3 separate regions of the Mus musculus genome follow, and all the other regions are linked to region 3. A link is a contact called in public HiChIP or PLAC-seq and promoter capture Hi-C data. All regions are on one chromosome and are shown on one strand. The core of a region is the stretch at or near the end of the contact, and the rest is flanking DNA. Distances in the headings are between cores, read along the strand shown.

Region 1 (3,855 bases), core at 80-2,579, 160 kb after region 3:
TAAGTGTTTGAAATTTTCTGAAAATCCAAAGTCAGGAAGCCAAGTGTGCGAAGGGTTAGTGACGCCTCTGGCAATAGCTTTGGCTTGCCCTGGGCCATACTCTGTCAGCACTGAAAGGAGGTTTAAATACTATGCTAATTGTGAAATCTCTTATCAGTTGGTGGAGGCTCCTTCAGACAGCCAAACCCGTTGATTACATTGTACTGTGGTAGATGTGACAGGGACACGCTGGAAGTTTCTAGTTCTGTTGCTCCTGTGCTGCTTCCAAGTGTGAGTGAGACCAATGGTTGTGATTGGTAAGTGGCTCACGGGATGTTTTTATTTGTAGACATTACCTCCATGTCATGTCTCTGTACAGCACACTGCAGTGGTGTGCAAGCTGATGCAGGGGTTTCTGCCTTCCCTGTGTGAAGTGGCTTGATTTCCCTCCATCTGGATGCTAATGCTGTGTCCCATTTCCATTAATGAGCTACTGAGTAAATCAGCTCAAACCCTGCCAGATTGTCTCTGGCAGCAGCTCCTAATAATTATTTATGCTTTGGGAATCTTTTTGTCGGCTTCTAGAACCTTCCGTCCACTCTCAGCTTAGGTTTTTGATTTGTGTAATATATGTATATTCTTTTTCCTTGCTGTCGTCCTCCCTGCCTCTCCGTTTTGTTTCTTAAAATGTTCTGTAGTTTTGTACAAGATGAGACTTAGCCTTGGGTACTTCTTGCTAAAGCTTTAATGCTTTGTAAATAAAATTGGATGTTTATTAAACCACAAGTATACATGCTTGTTTGTAAACACTGCCTGCTTCTGGAACTCAGCAGCCATCTTTGTGTTTGTACAGTAGAAAATACGTGTGGATTTTAGATCTTTCTCTGTGGTCATTTGGATCTGGAAAGGTCAGGCAGTTTGGAGTCCTTCCGTTGTCCAAACTAGAAATAAATGATTTGAGCCAAAAGCTGATGTTAATGAAAACAGTCACATAGGGTTTTCTTATTATAAGCTTTGAAGAGGCCACAGTGCTAGGCATTCAGGGAGGTTATAGTAGTGCACCTAGAGGTTCTAGCCTTCCAAGGATCTTTGTTAGTCTAAATGTAGTTAATATTCTTCCTTGTTAATCCTGTTCTCTGATGAAGTAATTTTAACATCAATACAGAATAGTTGTTATCTCATAAAGAATAAGATATCTCAGAGACTCAAGTAGTATGGTTTCAAAGATTACCAAATCTGTCTGCTTGCTACTCTGTTCTGTCGCTAAGAACCCATCTTTAGCATCATAGCTGCTTCATAGCAACCTTCATTGATGCGAACAATGAGCTCTTCTGTGCTGCGGGGGTAAATAGAGCAGACCAGAGTCAGGCAGCACCAGTCCGCCTCACACTAGGCAGGTCCTGATTCACTTAGAACAGGACGAGCTGCCTCTGCCATAGCGTACTCACTTGCTCCTTTGGAAGGGTGTGTTGGACTAAGTCTCTAACCTGGGCTGGTCTCACATGGGTGTATAGCTGAAGCTGACCTGGAACTTGTGATCTTCGTGAGTGCTGGGAGAAGGGCTGTGCAAACTCCCAGTTTATGTGGTGATGGGGATCAAAACCGAGCTTCATGCAGGTGCAGAACGCGTGCTGCCACACTCCACTAAAGCTTTTTCTTTTCAGGAGACAGGTCTTAGAGTTAGCCCGTTTAGCCCAGGCTAGCCTTGAATTTGCCAGCAGTCCTGCCTCTTTGAGGCTGCTGTCACCATACCTTGCTTTCCATTTCTTTGAAAGTCTATACAGTGAAGGTAGTTAAACCTGGGAATGGGGCTTTCAGGTGCAGTGTTCAAAGGGACCTACCTGAAATGGACAAGGGGGGAGTCACGTGGCTCCAGCCCAGAGTTGTCTGTTTTTTTCAAGACGGTTTCTTGGTGTAACAGCGCTGGTTATCCTGGAACTCGATCTGTGGACCAGGCTGGCCTTGAATTCACAGAGATCCACCTGCCTCTGTCTCCTGAGTTCTGGGATCAAAGGTATGCGCCACCAGGCCCAGCCAAAGTTATCTTTCTAATAGAGGTGGTTTAGGAATATTCACAGTAAATTATTCAAGATATTCGAATTAACATCCTAGCCCAACCTTGCCTCACCCCTTTTGTAAGACTGGTTTTGTATCTGATCAGATTTAGTACGGGACTTTGAAACTCTCCCACAGTTTGGGAGGGAGGGAAAGAGTTAGCTTATACACCTGGGTAACATGGAAATTCACTTCAGCTTCTCAGGTCTTTTCCTTTTTTCCTTCTAAAGCCTGTGGGTTTAAGTTCATTAGGAAGCGACCAGAATTGTGCCCTGGAAGACGCCCCTGGCAGGCTTAAGCAAGCAAGCTTAGAGAGTCAAGCGACAATACTGTAAAAAGTCTTCCTGCCTGTGGCCTTACCTAAGACTATGGACCCCGCTTCTGTGCACATCTGTGCATGTGTCTGTTTTGCTGACAACTGTACATTATAATCTCTCAATGCTCAGGGCTATTCCAAGCTGGAGGCTCTGTTGTGGTACAATAGAACATTCATCTGGAATGCCTGCTAGTAAAATACTGAGTCATGAAGACTGGGGCCATCGTTTTTATCCTTAGGAGTCTGTTATCAATAACCTACCTGCCTTTGGTGTTGATGACACTGGACATCCCTGAGGAGCTACAAAAAGCCGTGGGGAGAGTCATTGTCAATGCCACAGGATGCAGTGTTACATGTGGCCTTGGCTACAAGGAAGAGACGGAGTGCGAGGTGGGTCCCGACGGAGTGAGGAGAAACTGCACGTTCCAGCGTTTGGAGTGTGTGACCAACTGGATCTGTGGGATGCTCCATTTCACCATCGTCCATGGGAAGACGTTTGAGCTGAACTGTCTCAGCTCAGACATCCTGGAGAAAGGGCAGGAAGCCTTCCGCTTCACCTGGAGGCTTGCCCGGGGCATCATCTCTACTAACGACGAGCTTTTCAGACCCTTCCGAGCCAATTCCCCCTTTATAGGATTTAAACCAGCCTATGAGTATAACGCTGGGACGTATCGATGTGACGTGCAGCTGCTAAAAAACTTGAAATTTGTCAAGAGGCTCTATTTTGGACTGAGGGTCCTTCCTCCAAAGTTGGTAAACCTAAATTTCCAACAGTCCCTTACTGAGGATCAGAAGTTGATAGATAAGGGCTGGGAAGTTAATCTGGACAATGGGTCTAAGCCTCACCTCCCTGTGTGGCAAAGGAAAGTGACATCGGCCTTGGGCATAGGAATTGTGGCTGGAGTGGTTGGCGGCGTGTTGGTGAGCGTTGCTGTCTTCAAGGCCCTGGGAGGGACTGATGGCAGTGGGGGCCGCACCCGCTTATGATGCAAGTCTTCCTCCCAGGAGGCTGGCTACCTAGGAAGCTAAGCTAGATTGTATGTGTGCCTCTGATGGTGAAGTGTCAAAAGAGGGCTCTCAGCCAGAGTTGGCTAGGAGGCTGGGAAGATGTAACCTCAGTAGTTCAGGGCAGCATCCACCATTGTATTCAGGTTTCCCTGATCCTAGATGCTCAGGAGATCCACTGCAGGCTTAGGTTCTGTCCCTAGAGAGAGTTCTGTCTTGCAAGCTTGTTTTTGTGCCACACTTCCCAGTGTGTGTGCCCCGCTCACCTCCACTCCACCTCTCTGAACAGTGTATTGACCAGAATGTACTAATCGCAGCCTTTTATGTTGGGAGTTTTTTTTTAATTTTTTTTTTGTTTTGTTCAATAAAAATAATTCACAGGAACTTTATGGCAGTCTAACCCTTTGTTGTTTTATGTAAAGTTTCTCTCCTGTAGAAATTGGCCCATAGTTGTCCTGGCTCTCCTTTTCCTTAGGTTTTCTAGAACATGCATTGGACAG
Region 2 (4,109 bases), core at 383-2,882, 200 kb after region 3:
GGAGCTGAACGCTCCTGACTCGGAGGCAGCCCTGAAACATGACACCTGTTTCAACCACCGGACCATTTCCCGGCCCCGCCCCTGGAGCCTCAGTCACACTTGCCCCTCCCACAGGTGGTCCACTCTTGGCTGCCCGTGTCATTTAGTAGTGTAGCTGGTCCCTTTGAGCAGGACCTGGGACAAGTGTTAGATCATCTCAGAAGCTAAGTGGATGACGGGGCATCTGAATAGGGGTTTGGGGGAGTGCCCGAAATAGCTGCCCAGCTGCTCAGGACCAGGCTATGCGGACAGTTCCCTCTCCTGTCTCCTAGGCAGAAGGGTTCAAACCCACCCTTGTACAGGACTGAGGTCACTGCATGCAGAACCACTCTGTGCTGGTCACACTAGTTACAAATGTACTAACAACTTTGGCGTCTTTACCCTGAAGACCGGAAGGAAGCTCAACTCCCCCTACCTCCCAGGGGTGGGGATGGGGTGGGGATGGGGTAGGGTTGGGGGCAGAGCTTCACCGTCCAGGCTGCCTGTGCAGCCCAAGACACTAGTCTCTAGGCATGGCTTCACCTTAGCCTCTTGCCCCCCCAGTGCTGCAGCCAGTCTTGGAGGTGGTGACAGACACTCCCTGGCTGGGGCTGTTTCCTCCTGTAGCCCATTACATAAGCTATGGGGCTAGGCAGAGGGGTTACCCCCTCTCTCTAGAATCCCCTGGAAAGCCAAACTTTGAGCAAATCCTTCCCTCCCACCAGGGAGGCTGAGGGGGAGGGATCTGAGAAGACAAGGTTGAGGAGGGAGGAGGGGAAAAGGAACTGCAGGCTACATTCCAGCCTCACCCTTGGAGGGATGTGACTTGCCTCAGTTTCTCTCCCAAGTTCCAGCTTCTGGACAGCCTTTACCCAAACTTGTGTTCTGTTCTCGCCTCTCTTCAATAGCCTTCCTAGTCCAGCAGAACCAAGACTTCACAAGGAGGTCACCCGGCAAAAGCAGCCCCCCACATGAACTCAGCATTTGGAAACTCAGGTTCAGGTTCATCTAGGGAGTTCCAGGGACAGGGTAGAGCCTGGCCCTACAGAGCTGCTGGGCACTGGCTGGGGTCCAGGGCAGGTCTTGGAGCCCCTACCCTTTTGGCAGGTAGTTACCACTGCCTGCTCAGATTTCTGGACCCTCCCAGGGGCCAGCTTCCTGGACCAGTAAATCAGGCCTTGCAGAATGCCACCCACCTAGACAGGACGGGTAAGAGCCTGCGGGGTCGCTACTATGGGGCTGGGATGAGAGATCAATTGGGACCCAGCCTGCTGCCTGTCCCTGTCCCCTCCCAAGTTTCAAGGAAGACATTTATAAGGGCTGAGCCGGGAGCCCCTCTTGAAACAGCACCCAGGGAAACCTCTGAACTGGAACAGACAAAAATGATAGGCACCTACCTAGAGTGCGGGAAGGGTGTTGGCTGGGGCAGTGCTGCGGTTGCCTGGTGAGCAGACCCTGCCGCCAGCCTCGGGGCTGCTTGGCCCCGCCGGCCTTAGCCACTGGCTGTCCTGGCGTGGCGGCAGCGGGCGAGGGTGCGTATGTGTGTGCGCGCCCCGAGCCACTGCAGCATCTCTGCATCAGGATGCGCTCCTCCCTCTCGCAGGCTCCGCTCACTGGCTGGCTCGGCTCCTCAGCCAACGCTCGGCCGGAGATGGCTTCCTCTGCCCCCTCCCACCCCGCCGTCCCCACCCTCCTGGCTTTACCTCATTTGCTGTCATTTAAGGACCAGGGAGTGAGCCAGAGCGCTGCCGTCTTCCATCAAGCTTGGCCAGCTCCGTGCCCAGCCCAAAGCTGCAGAGGGGCGCTCTGAGAAGGCACAAAAAAGTGTCTCTTGCTTCTGAAATTCTGGAGACACAAGGGCACCCGGCGTCTCGCTTCTCTCCTTACCTAGTCCCTTGTTAGAGAATGGGATCCACAGCAAGCCTCCAATTTGCTGTGCGGGGCAGCTGTGAAGAAGGGCTCAGCCTCCATTATCCCGGTCCCCTCGCCCATCACGTTCCTTTTCCTTGTATTTGCCCAGAAGTAACATGGAATTTTGTCGTTGTTGCTGTCAAAATGGTTAAACTGTAAAAGACATTAAAAATAGCAAAAGTCTCAGATTCTTAACCCATTCTTAACAAATTTGAATACCCACCTCTAGGTTTATATTTTCACTTGGGTTGTGAGAATTAATTTATGAAAATGAGACCACAAAATACATCGTAATGTGCAAAATATATTAACTATACAATTGAGTTTGGACACCTTTGTACACGGGTACCCCTAGATCCAGCCCTCTTTTAGACAGCAAAAGGTGAGACTTCATGAAAAGCTGGTGGGTCTGGAGTCTTTGCTATTGATAGGATGTGTGTGTTTGGCTAAGTCCCCTGCCTCCTTTGAGCCACACTGGTAACCTGCAATGGTTAAAGATGGCTGAGGCCTCTGCTAGCTCTGAGATTCCAGGGGTTCACCCTGGGTAGGAGTGTACCCCTCCTGCCCTGCACCTGTCGTGTGGTGACATGCTCGGGAAGACTGAAGTCTGCAGGCAGAGGGACCCACCATCTGCAGCACCAGTCAGCCCTGACAGGCTGTCACTGTCTTTTCACCCCACTTGGGTTGCCTGCTGTCCAGGGCCAAACTGGCTAGTGGCCCAGATGCTGCAACAGCTGGCAAAGCTGGCCAGCCTCTGAGTTTCAAACGTGATACCTGTCAAATAGGAACGCGGCTCCTGTCTTGCTGACTGGCCAGTGGCTGTGGGCCTGGGGAAGAATGAGGATCCTAATGCTTCAGAGACTTCTGCCTCTCTTCTCTCAGTGCCCCGCAAGGGCGGGCACACCTCCAAAGCACAACGTCTTTGTTCTGATACAGAGATGCCTAAACTCTACTAAGATGTTTCTCAGGTAATTTTTAATTAAATTTGTGACTAGACAGTCATATCCACCTCCTCCAGGGTGGCCTATCCCCGATATCATGGTCCTGTCTGTCTGTCTGTCTGTCTGTGACAAGTTTGCTGTTCTCAAGGTCCTGAGTTACATTACACAGCTAACATCGCCCAAGTGAGACGTGCTCCATCCACTTAGAGGCTCTGCAAGGTGTTTCCAGCAGAAGACAGTAGGAGGCAGGTCCTTGCCAAACAGTGATGTGCCTGCTGCAGTGAGCTGATGAACCATGGTCTGGAAACTGTTTGCAGAATTGTTTTAGACGGAGACCGCTGTCTTTGTTGACTCTATTTTAGGACAACTGCTGCCCTTGTGGTGGGGATCAGGTCTGGGCCAGGGGTGTTATTAGTGTCAGCAAATTTGTTCTCAAAGGCTCTCTCAGATCCCCTTCCAGCCAACTTGCCCCACTGCAGGTGGATCCTGACCAGCATAGTAGAAATATTTATTAAGCCAGGATCTCAGTTTAGAAAGACAAGTCCAAACTTGTGCTGAGTGATCAGCTGAGCCTGGTCCAGATGAGTTGCAGGAGTGGGCACCAGGGATCTTCAGTGCCAGCCTCTGGCATGCTCTCATTCTGGGAGAATGCCTGAGGTAGGTATGTGAGGATCCAGGCAGGTCTTTGTCATGAATTCTATTAGTTTGGTAATAGCAGAAGTATTGCCTGTCTCCACAAGGCCAAGGGCTGTGCTAAGAGCATTACCCAATATACTCTAGGAGGTGTTAGTCTCCTGTTCTTCCCCCTCCTCCTCCCCTTCTCCCCTCTGGTTCCCTCCTCTCTTCCTCCTCCTCCCTCCTCTCTCCCCCTTTTTCTTCTTCCTCCTTCCTTTCCTCCTTCTCTTTCCCCTCCTCCTCTCCTTTCTTCTCTTCCCCTTCTTCTTCTCCCTCTTCCCCTCTTCCTCCTCCTCCTCCCCTTCTTTGTTTTTTGTTTGTTTGGGGTTTTTTGTTTTTGTTTTTGTTTTTTTTCAAGACAGGGTTTCTCTGTGTAGCCCTGGCTGTCCTGGAACTCACTCTGTAGACCAGGCTGGCCTTGAACTCAGAAATCTGCCTGCCTCTGTCTCCCAAGTGCTGGGATTAAAGGTGTGAGCCACCACTGCCCAGCCTTCCTCCTCTTCCTCCTCCTCCTCTCCCTCCCCCTCCTCTTCTTCCTCATTTCACCTGTGATGCTGGCCATAT
Region 3 (4,138 bases), core at 1,034-3,533:
GGCTACCGCCATGAGAGGACATGCCCAGGTCAGATATGGGTGGGTAGAGTAGGCTAATTCCTTCCTTGCCAGACATTTGAGGTGGGCAGCGAGCAGATAGTTTGGCTATTGTAGTTGTTCTCTTTACCTGACTATCTTTAGTGCCTCTTCTGTCTTCCACAAGGCATGCTATGACACCTTAAAGCCACTTCTACAGTCCCCTCACATCTACGTGTTTCGGCAAGAATCAAAGGTCATGGCTCATAAAGATGCTTGGCAGCCATTACATCTTCTCTACAGACCCCTCTCCTCTGCCTCAGCTGGGCCAACTTGGGCCACCTTACCATCTGTGTCCCATGTCCCTTGAGATAGTCTGTCTCCATAGATCAGTTTCTCCCTCCCCAATGTGGCTTTAAGCAAGATCCAGCCTCAGGCTCCTCATGTCCTCAATAGCTACATTAGAAATGTGACCTCTTTTTACTCATGTTAAATTGTGTGTGTAAAGTCATGCCATCCCCATTTCAGATTAACTTAAGGAAAAAAAAATACTGACCAGCAAGTAAGTCACTGGTTTTATGTTACTACTGCTTTCCAAGTGTCAGAGTGTACACAGCCCAATCTTCTTTCCCTATGATATAAAAAAGTCATTGGGTGGTGATGGCACAAACCTTTAATACCAGAACTCAGGAGGCAGAAACAGGTGGAGCTCTGTAAGTTCAAATCCAGCCTGGTCTATGGAGCGAGCTCTAGTACAGCTAGAGCTACTCCGAGAAACCCTGTTTTGAAAAATCAGAAGAAAAAAATTTAAAATGGAGCCTGACATGATGGTACATGCTTATATTCCTAGTATTTGAGAGGAACAGGCAAGATCACAAGTTTGAGGCTACCTTGGCCTACAGAGTGAGAGCCTGTTTATAAAAAAAAGAATATATAAAAAAGAAAGAGAATATTCACATGATTATGCTGAGTATGGGACTGGAGAGATGCTGCAGCCATTAAGAGCGCTTGTTCTTACATCAGACACAGGTTCAGTTCCCAGCACCTACGTGGTGGCTCACAACTGTCTCTAACTCCAGTTCCAGGCAATCTGACACCCTTTCCTGGCCTCCAAGGGCACCAGGCACTCACATGGTGCATACACTCTCTCTCTCTCTCTCTCTCTCTCTCTCTCTCTCTCTCTCACACACACACACACACATACACACACACACACACACACACACACTCACACACACACACACACACACACACACACACACACGCATTCACGCACGAGAGAGAGAGAGAGAGAGAGAGAGAGAGAGAGAGAGAGAGAGAGAGAACATGCATGGATATTCATGTGGGTAGGTGGATGTCCATGCCCATGTTTAAGTATGTGGAGACCTGAAGATTGGAGTTTTGACTATTGCTCTCTTCCCTATTCCCTTAAGACAGGGTTCTCACTGAACCTGAAGTTAGGCCGGCAGCCAGCAAGCCCCAATGATTCTCCATCTGCCTCCCACAGTCCGGGTGTTATAGGGTCACAAAGGCACACCCAGCTCTTTACGTGAGTGCTTGGCATTTGAACGCAAACCCTCATGCTTGGAAAGCAAGCAGTCTTGCTGTCTGAGCTGTTTCCCCAGGACCCTAAGTCTATGCTAAGTATGTGCGCTTCCACCAAGCTACACTACCAAGCTACACCTTTAAGTCCAAATGACTTTTGTTCTGATATAGAAGGGGAGATGTTTAACTAGAATTTTTACCCAGTGTCTCCCTCAAACTCAAAACTGAGTAAGTGTCCTGTATTTTCGTTTTCCCAATCTGGAAATCCTAACATCAGGAAGATTGAGGTTAGACAATAGGAAGATCTTGGGCTATTGCCTTGGGCTACTGACCCACAGGATGAGAGAATCTCCCATTCTGGACAGCTTTAAAAAGGTGAGTGTGGCAAACTGGAAGATGGTAGCACACACCTTTGATGCCAGCACTCAGGAGGCAGAGCCAGGTGGATCTCTGTGAGTTTGAGGCCAGCCTGGTCTACAGAGCAAGTTCCAGGACAGGCAGGGCTACACAGAGAAACCCTGTCTTGAAGCACAAAACAAAACAACAAACCAAACCAAACGAAGACAAAACTGAGTGTTCCCAGGACCTAGTGGGAAGCCTTTAGACATTTAGGGCTATCTTTACAGCCAAGAGACTCATCTTCTGTAGCTGAGCTCAGGAGGATTCACATAAAACACAGGAAGTGGTGGAAAGTGAACGAGATTATCAGTGGAGTTCCTGCCAAAATGAGGAAGTGACACTGGGTGGAGGCAGGGGACGCCTGAAGTCCCCAGAGAGGATGTCAGAGCAGGAGGTGCTGAGATCATCTGGCTACCCCACCCCCCTCACTTTGGGCCAAGGGGGGTGGCTGAGGGTGTGGAGCTGTGGGGTGAATCTGGAGGGTTGGGTGAGCCTCAGCAAGTAAGTATAGCCGGGGCAGCAGGAGTTCAGGCCTTGGGAGAAAAATCTTAAGATATGTATTTGGGGGTAGAAATGACCCCCCAAAGGGAAAGAAAGGTGGCCTCAGGATACTCAGCAGAGCAGGGGCTGATGTGAGTCTCTAGGGTCACCATAGGGAGCTCTGGGGCTCTCAGTCTGGTAAGAGAGACAGGTGTGCCCTAGAAATCAGGTCGTCAAGCATGCTTTGTTTTCTTCCTCCTTTAGTGCATACTGGGTGTGGTGCTGAACCCCGGGAGTCCTGAACTAAACAGAATATACACTGCCCTTCAAAGCCTGGAGGTCCAGGGGAGGAGAGGTAAGTAAGTCCTTGTGAAATTGTAACTTTTATAAGGTGAAGGACTTCTTGTTTCTCTTTTTCTTTCTTTTTGGTAGATAGGCTTATAGCTTGTGCTGGCTTTGACCTTGACCTTATTCTGTAACTGAGAATGACCTTGAATTCTCGATCCTCCCCAGCTCCCCCTCACAGGCGGGCATTCCCCCATCATGCCAGGTTTCTATAGAGCTAAGGACCAAATCTAGACCTTTGTTTTGGGTCACTGACTCCCTTCCTTGGTGAGAGTTCAGATGTCATTCCTGTAGTGCCCCTCCACGAAACTCCATCTTTAGACCCTACTGGGTGCTGTCTGCTACCCTACTGGGTGCAGATCTTTGGATAGGTAAACACTCTAACAACTGGATAACAGCCACAGCCTGGGCTGGACTTGAATTTGCCACCATCCCCACACCTCTGCCACCAGAGTGCTGTACCAACAGCCTAGGCCAGCCTGCACAGGAGTCAAAGGTCACCACCTGACCCCAATGTACCTCTCCAGCTGCTGCCTCTGTCCCCCACACTGCTTGCTTGCTCTGTGGAGTAAAGTAAAATTAACTGGCTAAACTGGGTGTGGTGGAGCTCACCTTCAATCCCAGTCCTTGGGAGGCAGAGGCAAGCAGATCTCTATGAATCCAAGACCAACCTGGTCTACAGATTGAGTTCCAGGACAACCAAGGCTATACAGAGAAACTGTGTCTCAAAAATAAATAAATAAATAAATAAATAAATAAATAAATAAATAAATAAATAAATAAAACAAATTAGCTGGCTTGGAGAATGACTTAAAATAAGAATAACTTAATAGCTTTCTTATTGTTGGGTTGTTTTTGTAGCCTTGTCTGTGCTGGGACTCACTCTGTAGATCAGTCTGGCCTCAAACTCACAGAGATCCACCTGTCTCTACCTCCCAAGTGTTGGCATTAAAGACATGTGCTACCATGCCCAGCCTAGCTTCTCTATTTTAGCTCCTCCCATACCTACCACAAGCTGGGAGAAGCTGTTGGGTGCTGGCCAGTCTGGCCTGGAACTCTGGACCCTCCTGAACAGGGTTTACAGGTGTTCTGTACCACACCAGGCCTCTTGGGCGATTCCTAGGAGCCAACACTGGGAATGGTGATTGGGGGACGGGGGGTGGGAGGGCAGGTGTATTAGGAGTTAAATGAATTCCCTGATAGACAGACAGACAGACAGACAGACAGACAGACAGACAGAAAGGCAGGCCCAAAATAAAGAAAAAGATGGCAAACTTTGGCTTCTTCCTCCTGATCAGAGACAAAGGTCTAAAGGCCTGGTGAGCAGAGACCTGGATGTGTTGTTTCCATAATCCTGGGCCTGTGAGCTTCCCTGACTGTTCAACCTGATCTC

What was found. Promoter capture Hi-C pulls out the DNA fragments that hold promoters and counts their contacts. HiChIP or PLAC-seq counts read pairs in DNA pulled down with a chosen protein or histone mark.
Region 1: a contact with region 3 is called in an H3K27ac HiChIP or PLAC-seq map of extraembryonic endoderm stem cells. The contact joins the promoter of Tmem81 here to the promoter of F730311O21Rik in region 3. A contact is called at or near these places in 4 of 39 promoter capture datasets (the 3T3-L1 cell line, hematopoietic stem and progenitor cells, hippocampal neurons and 1 more), 1 of 484 Hi-C or Micro-C datasets (olfactory sensory neurons), 3 of 115 datasets of contacts at active chromatin or transcription factors (embryonic stem cells, extraembryonic endoderm stem cells and trophoblast stem cells) and 3 of 9 other capture datasets (adipose tissue, liver and pancreatic islet).
Region 2: a contact with region 3 is called in a promoter capture Hi-C map of pre-B cells, with 2.7 times the contacts expected there. The contact joins the promoter of Cntn2 here to the promoter of F730311O21Rik in region 3. A contact is called at or near these places in 3 of 39 promoter capture datasets (hippocampal neurons, liver and pre-B cells) and 3 of 115 datasets of contacts at active chromatin or transcription factors (double positive thymocytes, hepatocytes and pancreatic cancer cells).

Annotation. Positions count from the first base shown.
Region 1 is chr1:132,504,901-132,508,755 of GRCm38.p6, forward strand. It overlaps Tmem81 (transmembrane protein 81), which reads left to right and starts at 1,330. Exons shown (of 2, transcript NM_029025.3): 1 at 1,330-1,596; 2 at 2,265-3,739. The coding sequence starts at 2,558. The coding sequence ends at 3,337. It overlaps Rbbp5 (retinoblastoma binding protein 5, histone lysine methyltransferase complex subunit), which reads left to right. Exons shown (of 14, transcript NM_172517.2): 14 at 1-765.
Region 2 is chr1:132,541,308-132,545,416 of GRCm38.p6, forward strand. It overlaps Cntn2 (contactin 2), which reads right to left and starts at 1,633. Exons shown (of 23, transcript NM_177129.5): 1 at 1,416-1,633.
Region 3 is chr1:132,339,647-132,343,784 of GRCm38.p6, forward strand. F730311O21Rik (a long non-coding RNA gene) reads left to right here and starts at 2,284. Exons shown (of 4, transcript XR_878527.2): 1 at 2,284-2,421; 2 at 2,665-2,755.